2 separate regions of the Oryza sativa genome follow, and region 1 is linked to region 2. The links are chromatin contacts, called in public ChIA-PET maps. All regions are on one chromosome and are shown on one strand. Each heading gives the region's core, a stretch centred on a gene start, on an enhancer-like site or on the middle of the called end of the contact. The rest is flanking DNA. Distances are from core to core; before and after follow the strand shown.

Region 1 (6,766 bases), core at 3,047-5,546, 44 kb after region 2:
TACATGATAACCATTAGCACGGATATCTTTAAAGCTTAGGAGAGTACGACTGGACTCTGGATATAATAGAGCATCATTTATAATGATCTTGGTACCATGTGGGAGAACTAATGTTGCTCGTCCCATTCCGACGATGTGTGCATTGCTTCCGGCAATAGTAGCGATTTGACCAGTCTTTTTCTTTAAAGTCTGGAAATACGTGGTACCTCAAAAGATAGTATTGGTGGTACAACAGTCTACCAGACACATCTCCTCTTCCATTGCCATAGTACGTAACACTGTTCTATCATAAAGCATTTAAATATAATCAATTCATGACCATATAGTAAAAATAACACTTTAAGAAAGAAAAATAAAAATCTGGAGAATATATTAAACTAAAAGAGTTCACTCAATTATTAAGATAACCATGCTCTAAAGGAGCTTACAGAAACTATAGTTCTGCTAGGAACACAAACTAAATGCACACTTGAAAAATCACCTAACTTTAGTCTATTACATAGTCTAAAATTTAAAGTAACTTGTAATGCAGGAAGCTAAGATACAAATTGGAAGACTTAAATGTCCCCATATAACTGATCATAGTCCATGAGATCATCTGAGAGCTTCAGCTCTGCGTCTGCTGCATTCTGTTCCATCTTATCATCGATGTGCATTGCAACCACTGCCTTCTCGTCGACCTTCTTGTCGATATGCATGGCAGCCATCTTCTCCTCTGAGTTCTGGATCTCAACAGTGAAGTGTGACTCATGCTCTGACTTCTTCTTCCTGTGCTTCTCTTGATAAAGCTCAATGAGATGATTAGGGGTGCGGCAAATGCGAGACCAGTGTCCCCTAGTGCCACACTTGAAGCATACCTGATCTTGCTTTCCATATTCACCACTAGTAGAGCCCTTCTTAGACTTACTGTTCTGATTTCCTTTCTTCTTGAAAGACATCTTGTTAACTTTGCCACCATTTTTCCAGAAATTCTTCCCTTTGTTCTGGTTATTTTGGTTTTTCCCCTTCTTAAAGGAGCTAGCATTTGCTTCGGGTGCTGCTGAACTTCCAGTGGGGCGAGACGTATGATTTTCAACAAGTGTCTCATCTTCTCCTTGCGCTTCCATGAGCACGAAGACCAGTTCAGAATACTTCTCGTATTTAGCCTGGCAGTATTGCCTCTGAATATTCACATGATTGGCATGGAAGGTGGACAAAGTTTTGTCTATCATGTCAGCATCAGTGATTTTCTCTCCACATAGCTTAAGACAAGTGACAATGCGGTGAAGAACTGAGTTATATTGCTCCACAGATTTGTAATCCTGGAAACGTAAGTGAAGCCACTCACGTTTTGCTTTTGGGAGCAAAGCCTTTACTTGATGGCCATAGCGATCCTTCAGTGAGTCCCAAAGGACCTTCGGATCTTCCTCAGTCATATACTCATTCTTGAGAGTAGTATTCAAATGGTGCCTCAGGAAATGCAGTGCCTGATTTTTCTCGGCTGAAGTTGGTAAATTATTAACTCCTCCAGCTGATGTTGCAATAGTTGGGTCCTGAATGCAGTTCAGGAGTTTCTTAGCACCAAGCATGATTTGGTATCTAGTGCCCATGTCAAGTAATTCTTGCCGCTGACTGCTAGTTCAGCAAAATCTCTCTTAGCAATATAAGTCATTTTCCTACATTAGTCATGCAAAATTCAATAAGTACTGCAAGTAAGAGCATGACAAGTGTGCAAATAGTAAATTGTTTGGTTATCCAAATTTAGTACTGTGTCAATATATTCCCATAATTCTCCCAACATTTCTCAGAATTGTTGTACTATTTATTTAGGTACCAAAGTAATTACTGAATTACTAACCCATTAAATAGTATCCTGAAAAAAATAAAACAGCTAGGAAAATAAACCATAAATATGATGCTCTCTGGTGTGTACTAAATTTCAAATTATGAGAGCTCATTTCCTAAAAACCATGTCTCTAGGATTCTATGGTTGATTCAAAAATTAACTAATAAACAGTTAATATACAGAAAATCGAAAGTACGGAATAACAAAAAAAAAGTGATATTCTCTGTAATTTCTATGATCCCGAGGGACTATTCCGCTAAAATTCCAAATCCGCGTGTATCCTGAAAATTGAAGGACATATTCAGAAGTTTGCTTTTTTCGGGCCAACTTTCGATTCGAGCCCGACTCCTTTTATAGGCCTAATTTATACTCGGCCCACCTCTATGTACCGGCTATTCAAAGGTTAACCGGCCCGTCGGGACCGTCGGCCTGCTAATGGCCTTGGCCCATATGCGGCCCAACAAGGGCGCCGCACCTTATCCAATTGGGTGGCTAGGGTTGAAACCCTAGCCCCCAATTCCACCGATTCGATGGCGGTGGCGGGTATCCCGGCGGCTCATGCGGGCGAGGCGGCGAGGTTGACGGGGCTCGTCGGCGCGGCGGGGTCGACGATAGAGGCGGAGCGGTGGTGAGGCTACAAGTAGCACCGACGCCGGCGTGGTTGGCTACGGGCCGTATCCGGCGTCCGGCAAGCGCAGCTCCTTGCTGTGCGCCGGCGGAATTTGGCTCGGCATGCGGGCCGGCGAGGCGGACGGCTATCGGCGGCGGGAGGCCGCGGCGGCTTCGACCCCCGTCCCAGTCGCGTGCGGTAGCGCGGGAGGCGTGCCGTGCGCGCCGGCGGCGGGGGGATGCGGGCGTGGTCTCCTCAGCGTCTCTGCGGGCGGCGGCCGTTGACGGCGAGTGCAGGCGGTCAATTGAAGACCCGTCGGCTGGCTTTTCAAGGGCGAACCGACGACGGAAAGCCGATGGCACGATTCTGCGGCCATCGGTGAAGGGGGTGGCCGGCGACGCGTGCTGGCGGCGGCGAGCGCACGATGGCGCATGCTAGCGTCATTGACTCGGTTTCGTCGTCGTCAACTTCAGGAGGACGGCGGCGCTGGCATGAGGATTTGGGCCGATTCGTTCAGAATCGGCAATCACGTTAGCCAGGTACGCGATTCTTCTCATGTGCATCGCGATTACACCCTGAACGTAGCGTCGCCCTGAGGCATCACTAGTTCTAAACCGTCGTTCTTGTGGCGGCTTGTCTGATCCGTTCGCGCGTCTAGGGCGTACGGTATCCGTGTATTTGTTTGCAAGAAAAGAAACCCAGCGCAAAGGCTGGGAACATATCTAATCGGACTATAGCGATAACCGCTTCTCGTTCGATAGATCGGTTGTACAAGGGATAACCCCATACGCCTGTCGCGCATGGGGTGGAGAGCCACAAACTCTCCTGCTACGTGCGCCATAAGGGACAAATCCACGTAGTACAACCCATCGATCGAACGATTAGCGGAGAAAAAAAAACAGAAAACGATCTAGCAAGTTTATCGTTATCCCTATAGAACGAGATTAGGACAGATCGATGTTGACAATATACCTTGGCTGAAGAGCACCTCGTGCTAATAACGTGTTAGAATTCACGTTGTCAACAATCGAACAAGCACACACGAACACACGGACACGAAAGTGGAGGGCAATCAACTTTATTGATGTTTCTCTCTCTGTTACAAGTATTACTTTGCCCTCAATCTCACTATTGTATTTATACCCACAATAGGATGTCCTATATGGATACATACATATATATTTGGTATAAGTCCACTTCATTAATAAGGAAATAGAAGAATAGAAGGAGGAGGTACCGTGATCCTCACGATCACGGTCCTACAAATCCGACTCCTTTAAAAAGATCGGTTTCATAACATGCATAGTACATACATAACCCAGAGATACTACTACTATCATCACGCACGGCAAAGTGATAAGCCCAACCGTCCGGTTCATCCCACCCTCTCCCAGGAGGAGCCGCGCGCCCATCCGGCCGCCACGCGGACGGGCACCCACACCATCGGCCACTTGTCGGCCGCGTCCCGCGCGGACCACGCCACCTGCATGCCCGTCTCCTCTCCATCTCCCGCGCGGAACACGACCTCGCCCGCGCGCCCAACTTCCTCGAAACCGACCTCCATCCATCCATCTGTTCAGCTCAGCTGCCCACCCGCCCGTGTGCGTGTGCGTGCGTGCCCCCTCCGTTGACAGAGTCCCCGCGCGCTGCGCTGCGCTGCCCGCGTGAGCGAGCCGAAGAATATCTCGCCGTCACGGCTTTTGCCTTCGCCTTGCCCACCCTTGGCTCGCTGCGCCCTGCGTACGTAACGTGAATACGTGATATCGCGTCCGTCTCTCCTCCTCTTTTCTGCCTGCGTCTCACCAACCTCCTCTCCTCTCCTCTCCTCTCCTATATCTTGCTCGGTCGCGCGCGGTCGAGTGGTCGACGCAGATAAACAAAACACCGATCGAGTCTTCGAGCTCGTTCCCGTGAGTTCTTTTATTAGTTTGCTCCATCGATCCCCCTGCTCTCTTCCTCTGCTTCTGTTGTTAGGGTTCAGAGGACGAACAACGCCGGTGGTTGGACTACTCTCGCGCTCGGGGAGATGGCAAGCTTCGGCGAAGACAACAGAGCAGCGACACAGAGGGAGGAGGTATGCATACTCATCTACTATTCATCTAATTCTCTGTGTTGTCTCCGTGCCTCTCCTCGACTTTACCATGATCAGCCTACCATGGCATGAACATTTCTTGCTTTCGGTTATCGCCAACGAACTGAAGTTTTCTTTCTTTTTTTTCTGTTTCATTTCCCTCTATTTCTCGTATGCGAATATAGCTTTGGTGATCGAGAGGAGTATTTATATTATGCCTCTGGTGAAGTGTTTCGCTAGACAAATGCATTTGTTAATGGCAGTAAATATTTCCGTTCATAACTCTCAACCAATATTCAGGTGGGCATTAGCAATTAGAAAGAGTCTCTTAAAATGATCTCCGTTACATGGCCAAAACTCTAGCAACTTAGACCGAAGAATTTAGAGCACTTACAGTTATTAATCAAAACGTTAACAAGAGTTTCTGAAATATATTACTCTTGTTTAGAGTTCAAATTTCTTTCTCTCTTTATCTCTTTCGAAGTATACTATATAGTTCAAAATTTTCTTATCTGCCGCCACCGTTTCCCGGCGTTGATTTTGGGATGGAAACAACACCAAGTCACCGTGAACGTCACGTGGCATTTGAAAACTCAGGTCAGGGAAAGGAACCCAACAATACAATTATACCGACTTGGAAACCAAATCAGAGGGAAGTAGAGGAGGCCAATTTGGTCTCGCCGTTTGTTGCTTTCATGAGAAACAAGAACAGCCAAATTTTCAAAACGTGGGGGCTCCGTTCATCCAAGTAAAAAAAAAAATCAAATAGGATATTCCGTGGCTAGTTATTATGCCTTCAAGTACTAGACTTTCTTTTGGTCAACTTGTGCCACATATATTGTCTTTATTTCTCGGTAAATTTGGTCCTCAAGTCGTGCAGCTGAATTGAACAGCTGCCGACCGGTATCCCAGGTCCATGTACTATATCTATAAGAGTCAAATCAATAGGCGCCTTTTCGTGAGATAAATTGTGATATATCTTTGAAACGTGAAGTATATAGAATATTTCCTTTATATTGAGTTGTTTATTTTGACTTCAGAATTATGGTCAAAGTTTGGTATCTCCTTATATTTTCACTATATATATGTTACTTAGATTGACTGACTGTGTGAACTAATCACCATTATTCTTTCTTATATATGGGTGAGCATATAGTGTGCTGAACTATGAGAAATACTTGACAAATATTACCTTATCTTTCTTTTATTTGAAAAGAAAATTAAAGCTTGTGCAGAATACCTTGACCGACAATTTTCTCTAACAAGAAACATGTGCACAAAACAATATGATATTAAAGTGAAGAAAGTGTCTCTTTTCTGAAATCTGACATTTACCTATCCTCACACTAGAAGATGTGACAGTTTCGTTGCCCTTATTTATCAAAAGAAAGGTTCTTTAAAAAATTCTATGATTATCAACCTTCATGCAAATATCACTCAATCAGGATCCAACCTTCTATGAGGCAGCCATCAAAGATGGCAATCGATTGCAGGTAGCACATCTTTGTCCTCAACAAATACAGTGCCATTTAATGAAATGGATATAACAGAAGCACTAGTTGGCTGGATGCATCCTGATTGGTCAGTGTGGCTGGAAATACTTGAGCACTACAACTTGGGGAAAAGTTGGTCAGCTTGATCCTTTCCTAACACTGTCAACTGCTGTGCCTGTTGCATATTTCTAACATGTGACCTAATTAAGACACTGCTCATTGGAGTTCAGGAGTGGGATACCTTTACTCCATGATTCATATGTAGTGCAAGTTGTTGATGTGATGTTCAACTAACCATTTAGCCTGTGGTTCCGCACAAGTGTAAATCTGAAATTCTGAATACCACTGCTTAGTGCTTACGCATGTCTGAAGTTTTGCTGTCCCTTTGTATTTATGCTTTTCTAAACTGAAGTCTGAATTGTTTCCAGGGATCGTCCCAGAACAAATATGGAGGAATTTCTCCAAAGAAACCTCTCATTAATAAGGTATGTTGATATAATGCTTATGCAACATGCTTGTTGATTAGCAACGAATCTTCCAAGAACAAACTTACAATTACAATGTGAAAAAAGGAAATTTTGACTTAACTGATGTTTCCTTGCTGCAAACACTTTCCAGGACCATGAGCGTGCCTATTTCGATTCCGCCGATTGGGCACTTGGCAAGGTAATACAGAAAACCAAGAAATGCACATGTTTTTCAGGGAGTAAAATGAAAATAATTGGATTTTATGTTGCAACCAAGTTACAACCTTTTACCACTATATT
Region 2 (6,513 bases), core at 3,911-6,410:
AATGGGACCTATTGACTAGTTGGTGGAGCATAAGTGTGGAGTGATAACATATGGTGTTAGAATTTCCCACCGTGCCACCGTGATTCATTGGCTATGTGCTTGAGCTCAAGCTGGAGCTCTGCCGTGTGCCGTGTTGAGTTTAAGATGGAGACTACCACACACTCAAGCTCAGACGCTGACGTAGGTCAAGCACGTAGATGGAACCTGAGGAAGTGTGGTGAGCTCGAACCAAAACAGGGAAGAGAAGAGAAGAGGGGGAGATCTAGAGGAAGAACAAGACTAGGAAGAACAAGATTTCTGGTTCAAACTGAAAAGAATGTCCTACCTCTAGTTCAACATGCAACAATGGTCAATAAAAATGGCTCAGGATGCAATTTTCTCTAAATTTTTTATTCCTTGATCCATTGCTCCACATCTCATTTGCAAAAGCCCAATCTTATCGATCTTTCCTCTATTTTAGAAAACTGATGAACACCTTCATCTTTTCGCTTATGCTTATCAATTAAAATTTGAATTTTTAACTTTAAATTTACAGCTGATTTTAAGATTTTTTTTTATCGGAGTTTATTTTTTAACTTTTGCTTTTACATTACTAAGAATACGTATATAAATATTTTATTCACAAGTTAGTTTTCGTTAGAAAATATACCTTTGGCATATTTCGTAGATAAGCCAAACGATGAGGCTCGAAGTGTTCCATACTTTTAATGAGCTTTGTTATTAAATACGCGTACGCACTTTAAAAGAAGTAGTACAGTACTACTACTGGTACGTACATCTCAAAAATATACTCGTACGCGCAAGTGCAAACACCGTACACCGACTGTTCGTCAAAGTGCACCAGTTTGTTGGCACGTACTACAGTTTAGAAAGACCACCAATTAATTTTCTCTCTCAAAGATAGAATAGAAAGATCACCTTTTTGGAGAAGAAAGCTCACCTGCTGGCTGCCGCTTTGCCTTCCAAATTCCAAGATTTAAACATACTATACTTGTGGAGTCAAATGAATAGACCAAACATCTTTTTCGTTTTTACTACCTCCATTCCAAAATATTTATCGCTTTGAGTTTTTTAAAAAAAAATTGATTTTTCATCTTATTCAAAAAATTATGAAATTATTTTTTTTATTTGCTTTATTATTAAAACTACTTTAAGTATAACTTCTCTGTTTTTATATTTGCACTAATTTTTCAAATGATCAAACATACTTTTGAACAAAAAGTGAAAATTAATTATACAAATTCCGAAGGCATTAGTACAAGACAATCACACTAGGACAACGATCACAATAATAACTCGAACAAAAAGCCACTCCATTTGTCACAAGGAGACAAATAATACTGTTAGTATTAGTACTATTGAAGCGAGGCCACACAGGAAGAAAGAGAGACACCGAAATACGCCATTTAAACATGTGACTACTGTCCTGTTTGAGATAGATTGTTGAGTATATATATGTTGTCGCAGATTATCAATTGAAATGTAAGAATAAATTAAATATTTTAAAATCAATTTAACGAATATCTAAAACAAGTGGATCTAAGAAACACAATAGAAATTTTTTTTCAAGAGTAGAGTAAAAAAATTGTTTCAATAATCCAATAAATAAAAGCTGAAAATGTACTTGTTGGACTCAAAATGCAAAATATCAAATATTTTGGAGTAAATTGCGTTGACAGTACAAGAACTTGGCAGGTGGGTGTGATTAGGTGCAAAAACTTGAAAACAGAGCGTAGTGGTATAATAACTTGGCTAGGTGGGTGCGCTCATGGTGCAAAAATTGCCACGTAAACTTAAAATTGCCACGTTACTATTCCACCTTAGCAGAATTGCTGCATCGGCTAAGTCCTATCTCATTTTATAGAAACCCCCCTAATATGATTTCTTGACATACACATATCTCCTTTCATCTTTCTTTACATGATCCTGATTGAGAGATGGTTGTGCTGGTGGTGACGCGGCGCTGATCGAGAGATGGTTGTGCTGGTGGTGACGCGGCGGTGACGGCGGAGGCAGCTACTCCAAAGACATGTATTGCAAAACATCCAAACCCCTGCAGAGGCAGCTACTCCAAAGACATCAGCCAACACAGCCAACACAGAGAATTGGCACATCGTCAGTTCCAAAATAGCTCACCAGATTGAGGCATAGCTCCTGCGGCTGCTGGTTGCTTGTCGTGCGCGACAGGAGGTCTGGCGGGGATCCCCTGTACTCGTCGTGTCCGGCGGAGGCGGCGCCGCTGGCTGTGGACGAGGCGGGGAACAGGGACTTGACGTTGTTGTCGGAGACTCAATCTGCGCCCAGCGAATGTGGAAGGAAGGAGCCAGCAGCGAACGCGGCGCTGGTCATGGTGCCACCGGTGTTGCCGAACCCGTAGGACGTCGAGGTCGCCTGCTCGGTGGCCTCAGGCTGCTCCGTCGACGCCGCGGCCGGCGGTGGCGAGGCCTTGGCGCGGCGGGGCCTCTAGATCTTTCCAATCTTTCTACCAAACAATGGGAAAACATATACATCTGAAGAAGTAATTGGAAAATAAAAGTTACTAAGGAATTTTCTGTAAAATGAGATGGTCAATACTAATGTGGCACTTTCGCTGAGGTGGAACAATGGCGTGGCAACTTTTGCACCATGAGCGTACCCACCTAGCCAAATTATTGTACCACTACGCTCGGTTTTTAAGTTTTTGCACCTAATCGTACCCATCTGCCAAGTTCTAGTACCGTCAACGCAATTTACTCTATATTTTGCTTGGGTGGACAATCCGTTCCAATAGTCTTAGTTCAACAAGATGTGTATTATTCTCCCAAGCAAAATGTACTTATTAGACCCAAATTGCAATATATCATAGAACTGATGATTTCTGTGTAATAGCAATAGTGTACGTGCAACATACATTTCCGTAATATATCAGGGATATATATAATATAAAACTGTAAAAATACTTGGAAATCACATATAAATTCAACTCATTGCTTCTGAGACTTTACAATGCATTCTATCCATCCTAAAATATAGAAATATAGAACTAGATTAGATATGACCTAATACTACGAATTCGGATATGATAGTTTATAGTATCTAATTTAATTCTAGGTTTTTTTATTTTGGAACGAATGGAGCAGAAAACGATGGATTTTTCATGAGAAGTAAAAAAATTGTACTCCGTTGAACATTCTCCACTTGATTCTACTTGCTTTTTTTTTGGTTGTTGAGATGCTACTGCGACGTGACTAGCTGATCGGTGAACTTTTCTAGTTCGGGTTCATGGTGGGCGCGGTGTGTACTTCGGCGGACCCACAATGCCCAACCTACCGGCGCTCAAATGTTGTGATTGATGCTGTAATGATAGGTTAATCACGCCTGTCTGGCTGTCTCTAAAGGAAAAGTTAAGTACTAACTGTCAGCTTCGCACACACGATGAAAATAACAAAAATAATTTTTAGACTGTGTTTACTTTCTGAAATTGGAAGAAATTTGAGGAAAGTTGGTAGTTCGGAAAAAAAATTAGAAGTTTATGTATGTAGAAAAGTTTTAGATGTAATGTGATATGATGTGATGTGATGTGAAGTTGAGAGTTGAGGGAAGTGCCTTATTCACACATAAATAAATCTGGAAAAAAATGACAGTAAGTCATTTAATTAGTGCAATTTGTGTGCTGGAATTTCGTTATGATACGTAATATACGTTTGCTCTTTTTTTACGACATGGATGTTGTTTTTACGACATGAATACGACAGCAAATCAGTGATTGAATTCCCTGCAAAAAAATAAAAATAAATCAGTGATTGAATTAAGCGCCTCAGAAAGCAAGGTTTGAAAAACCGATAATAGCCGCTCGGTTTATCGGCTACCCCGAATCAATTTTGCATTGACGAACTGATCAATCTGAAAAAGAATAAACCGAAATTTATTTTTTTGCCAAAACAATCTAAATTTCGTCAGTTATCACTTATCAAACAGTACCTGCGATCGCTAGGGAGCAAGGTTCGGACAAGTGGAACATAAGAGAGAAGAAGAGCATTACAAGACTAGGGCGATTAATCAGTTTTATAGGATCGCTATACATCCATCCGACTCACAAATAATCGCACAGAATCAACCAATCACAAAGCTTGTTACAGTATTATTTATATGGGTCTAGTTAAATGCAAGTTTATACGCGTCGTATGCAGATTGAAGAGATAGGGTCGTACGTATAGTCAAGTTTTATTACGGTAGATTAGGAAGATATATAGATTTACATATATATGGTTGCCTCCCATATGAGAAGAACACATAATTATATACTATTACAAGTGGATTAGCTCAGTCATCACTCATTAATCAGAATTTTGGCAGACTGCATTAGGCAATTTCCAACCCAAAACAGATACTACTCTTTTAATGCAAACACCACTATCCATACTTAAATTTAATGCTATTTATCTCACATGATATCTTGGATGTTGTGTAGAAACAATGTCTCATGCAAGACATGGTTTCCTTCTCTTTCCTCATTTATTCACTCGTCACATCATTTTCCATCCTAGATGACAGTCTATTTAATGCTATGAACACCATCCTAGTCATTGGGTTGTGAATGGCCTTAGTGCTAATAATGCCCGAATTTTGATACTGCCATCTCCTCTAAGGGCAAGTTTTATACTACGGGTAGTTGTCACGTCTAATTTTATCCATGTAAGATAAGAGGTGATATATACAATACACCACATCTACATCACCCCTATCATTATAACCCAAATAATTTTATTTTATTTGTTTGTCCAATCCCCTCTTTCTTTCATCTCATTTTTCTTGGGGTTTGTGTGGAGATTGCCCCTTGCATAAGAGGTGGCTCACATTCTCTTTCCTCAATTATTACTTCCACCTTATCATCTAATTCTACATGATATTTTTAGAGACAACACATTAAGCATTATAGTAATTGCCCTAGTCCTTCTTCTTTCTTCACCTCTTCCCCTCGTGCACGGCCGTACTACTGGTAGTACTCCACACCGCAAACCAGCCAACCTCCTCCCCCCCTCCCCGTCGCACTCCACGCCGCGCTCTCCTCCCCCTTTCCATTTCCGGAGCTCATCAATCCCACCCACGGTTTCTGCAACCACCACCCCCCCCCCCCGGAAAATTTCAAAAATTTATCTCACACCAACGATCTCTCTCTCTCTCTCTCTCCCTCCCCGTCTCGTCCCCTCCAATCCCCAATCCCGCCGCGCCGCCGCCGCCGCCACCGCCACCGATCTCCATCACCGCGAGCGGCTGTGCCGGCGTCCTGCCGCATCCTCTCCGGTGAACGACCGTACGCGCATCCTCTCTCGCTCTGTGTGTGTACGTGGCTCTCGTCCGCTCGAATCGCACACCTCCTCGATCCACCCGCATTCGCCAAATTCGTGCCCCAGTTTTTGCTCCGAATCGGTAGATCTCGGTCTCGGGTCGGTGCTGCCTTTGCCCAATCGCGCGGTCCGAGATTTTGGGCCGTTTTTGGTTTGGGGGGGATCTCACCGGTGCTATTTCCTTCCGCGAATTCGCGCTGTTCCATTTCAAAAACCACAGGGGGCGACGAGATTTTTTCCCCCCGTACGGATTGCAGCTTCCACTGTTGGGGGTACTGGTGCTAGTCGCGGCATTGGATCGACCGGCCATTGGGGAGGGGGTTGGTGGTGGTGGGTTGGTGGTGAGGCCTGTGATCCGCGCTGCCCGCCACAGCCAGAGACTTGGGGGGTGGGGGCGATGAGAGCTGGCGCCGTGGCCTCGAAGGCGGCGGCGGCATGAGCGGCGTCGCGTCGCTGGGGCTCAGGTCGTCCGGGAGCTATGGATCCTTGCAGCAGTCCAACGGCCAGTCGCCGGCGCCGGCGCCGTCTCCGCCGCTCGCCGCGAGGAAGGCCGGGAAGATGTCCTTCGGAGGGGCGGGCGCTGGAGGCCGAGGCCTCCTCTTCGCCCGGATCTGCAAGCTCACCAGCCGCCGCCGGCGGATGCTCCTCCTCCTCCTCGTCGCCGCTGCCGTGCTCTTCTGCTTCCTCTTCTCATCACTCGTCAGTAAAGGTACAGCCTATCTTACTCCATGTTTTCTTATTAGCCTGTGTGACTATCAGACCAAATATTTTGTTATGCACTCAAATGATGTAATGCAACTTGCATCATCATACATGTACAAGCATCTGGCTTTTATGAATTTTAGTTATTTTACATGGTTATTATAGGATATTAGGAAGTGTTATTATGTGTAGTTGACAAGTACAAATGCTCTAGTGAAGTGAAATCGCGATCAACATCTTTAGTAATGGCAAAATAAAAAGGCAGGATGTACTATCTACTACTCCTACATTGGTGTTGGCTCTCATTGCCTTTTTTAAGTCAACATGATTTTTTATTGTGTAAGCATTTGATCCCCTTGACCTTGTTTACTTGCATTCTTCAATTTGCATCATAGCTGACTGTTGTGATGCATAAAAAATGGATTGCTATATTATAAACATTAAATAATAGTATTGAGTAGTGACCCAAGTTTTGAGTCCTTGG

What was found. ChIA-PET counts read pairs in DNA pulled down with a chosen protein or histone mark.
Region 1: a contact with region 2 is called in an H3K9ac ChIA-PET map of seedling, with 4 times the contacts expected there. The contact joins the promoter of LOC4323909 here to the promoter of LOC4323906 in region 2. A contact is called at or near these places in 2 of 4 datasets of contacts at active chromatin or transcription factors (leaf and seedling).

Annotation. Positions count from the first base shown.
Region 1 is chr1:11,339,102-11,345,867 of ASM3414082v1, forward strand. It overlaps LOC4323909, which reads left to right and starts at 4,297. Exons shown (of 6, transcript XM_066308917.1): 1 at 4,297-4,509; 2 at 6,428-6,484; 3 at 6,618-6,665. The coding sequence starts at 4,462.
Region 2 is chr1:11,293,861-11,300,373 of ASM3414082v1, forward strand. LOC4323906 (probable hexosyltransferase MUCI70) reads left to right here and starts at 5,161. Exons shown (of 9, transcript XM_015769895.3): 1 at 5,161-6,036. The coding sequence starts at 5,763.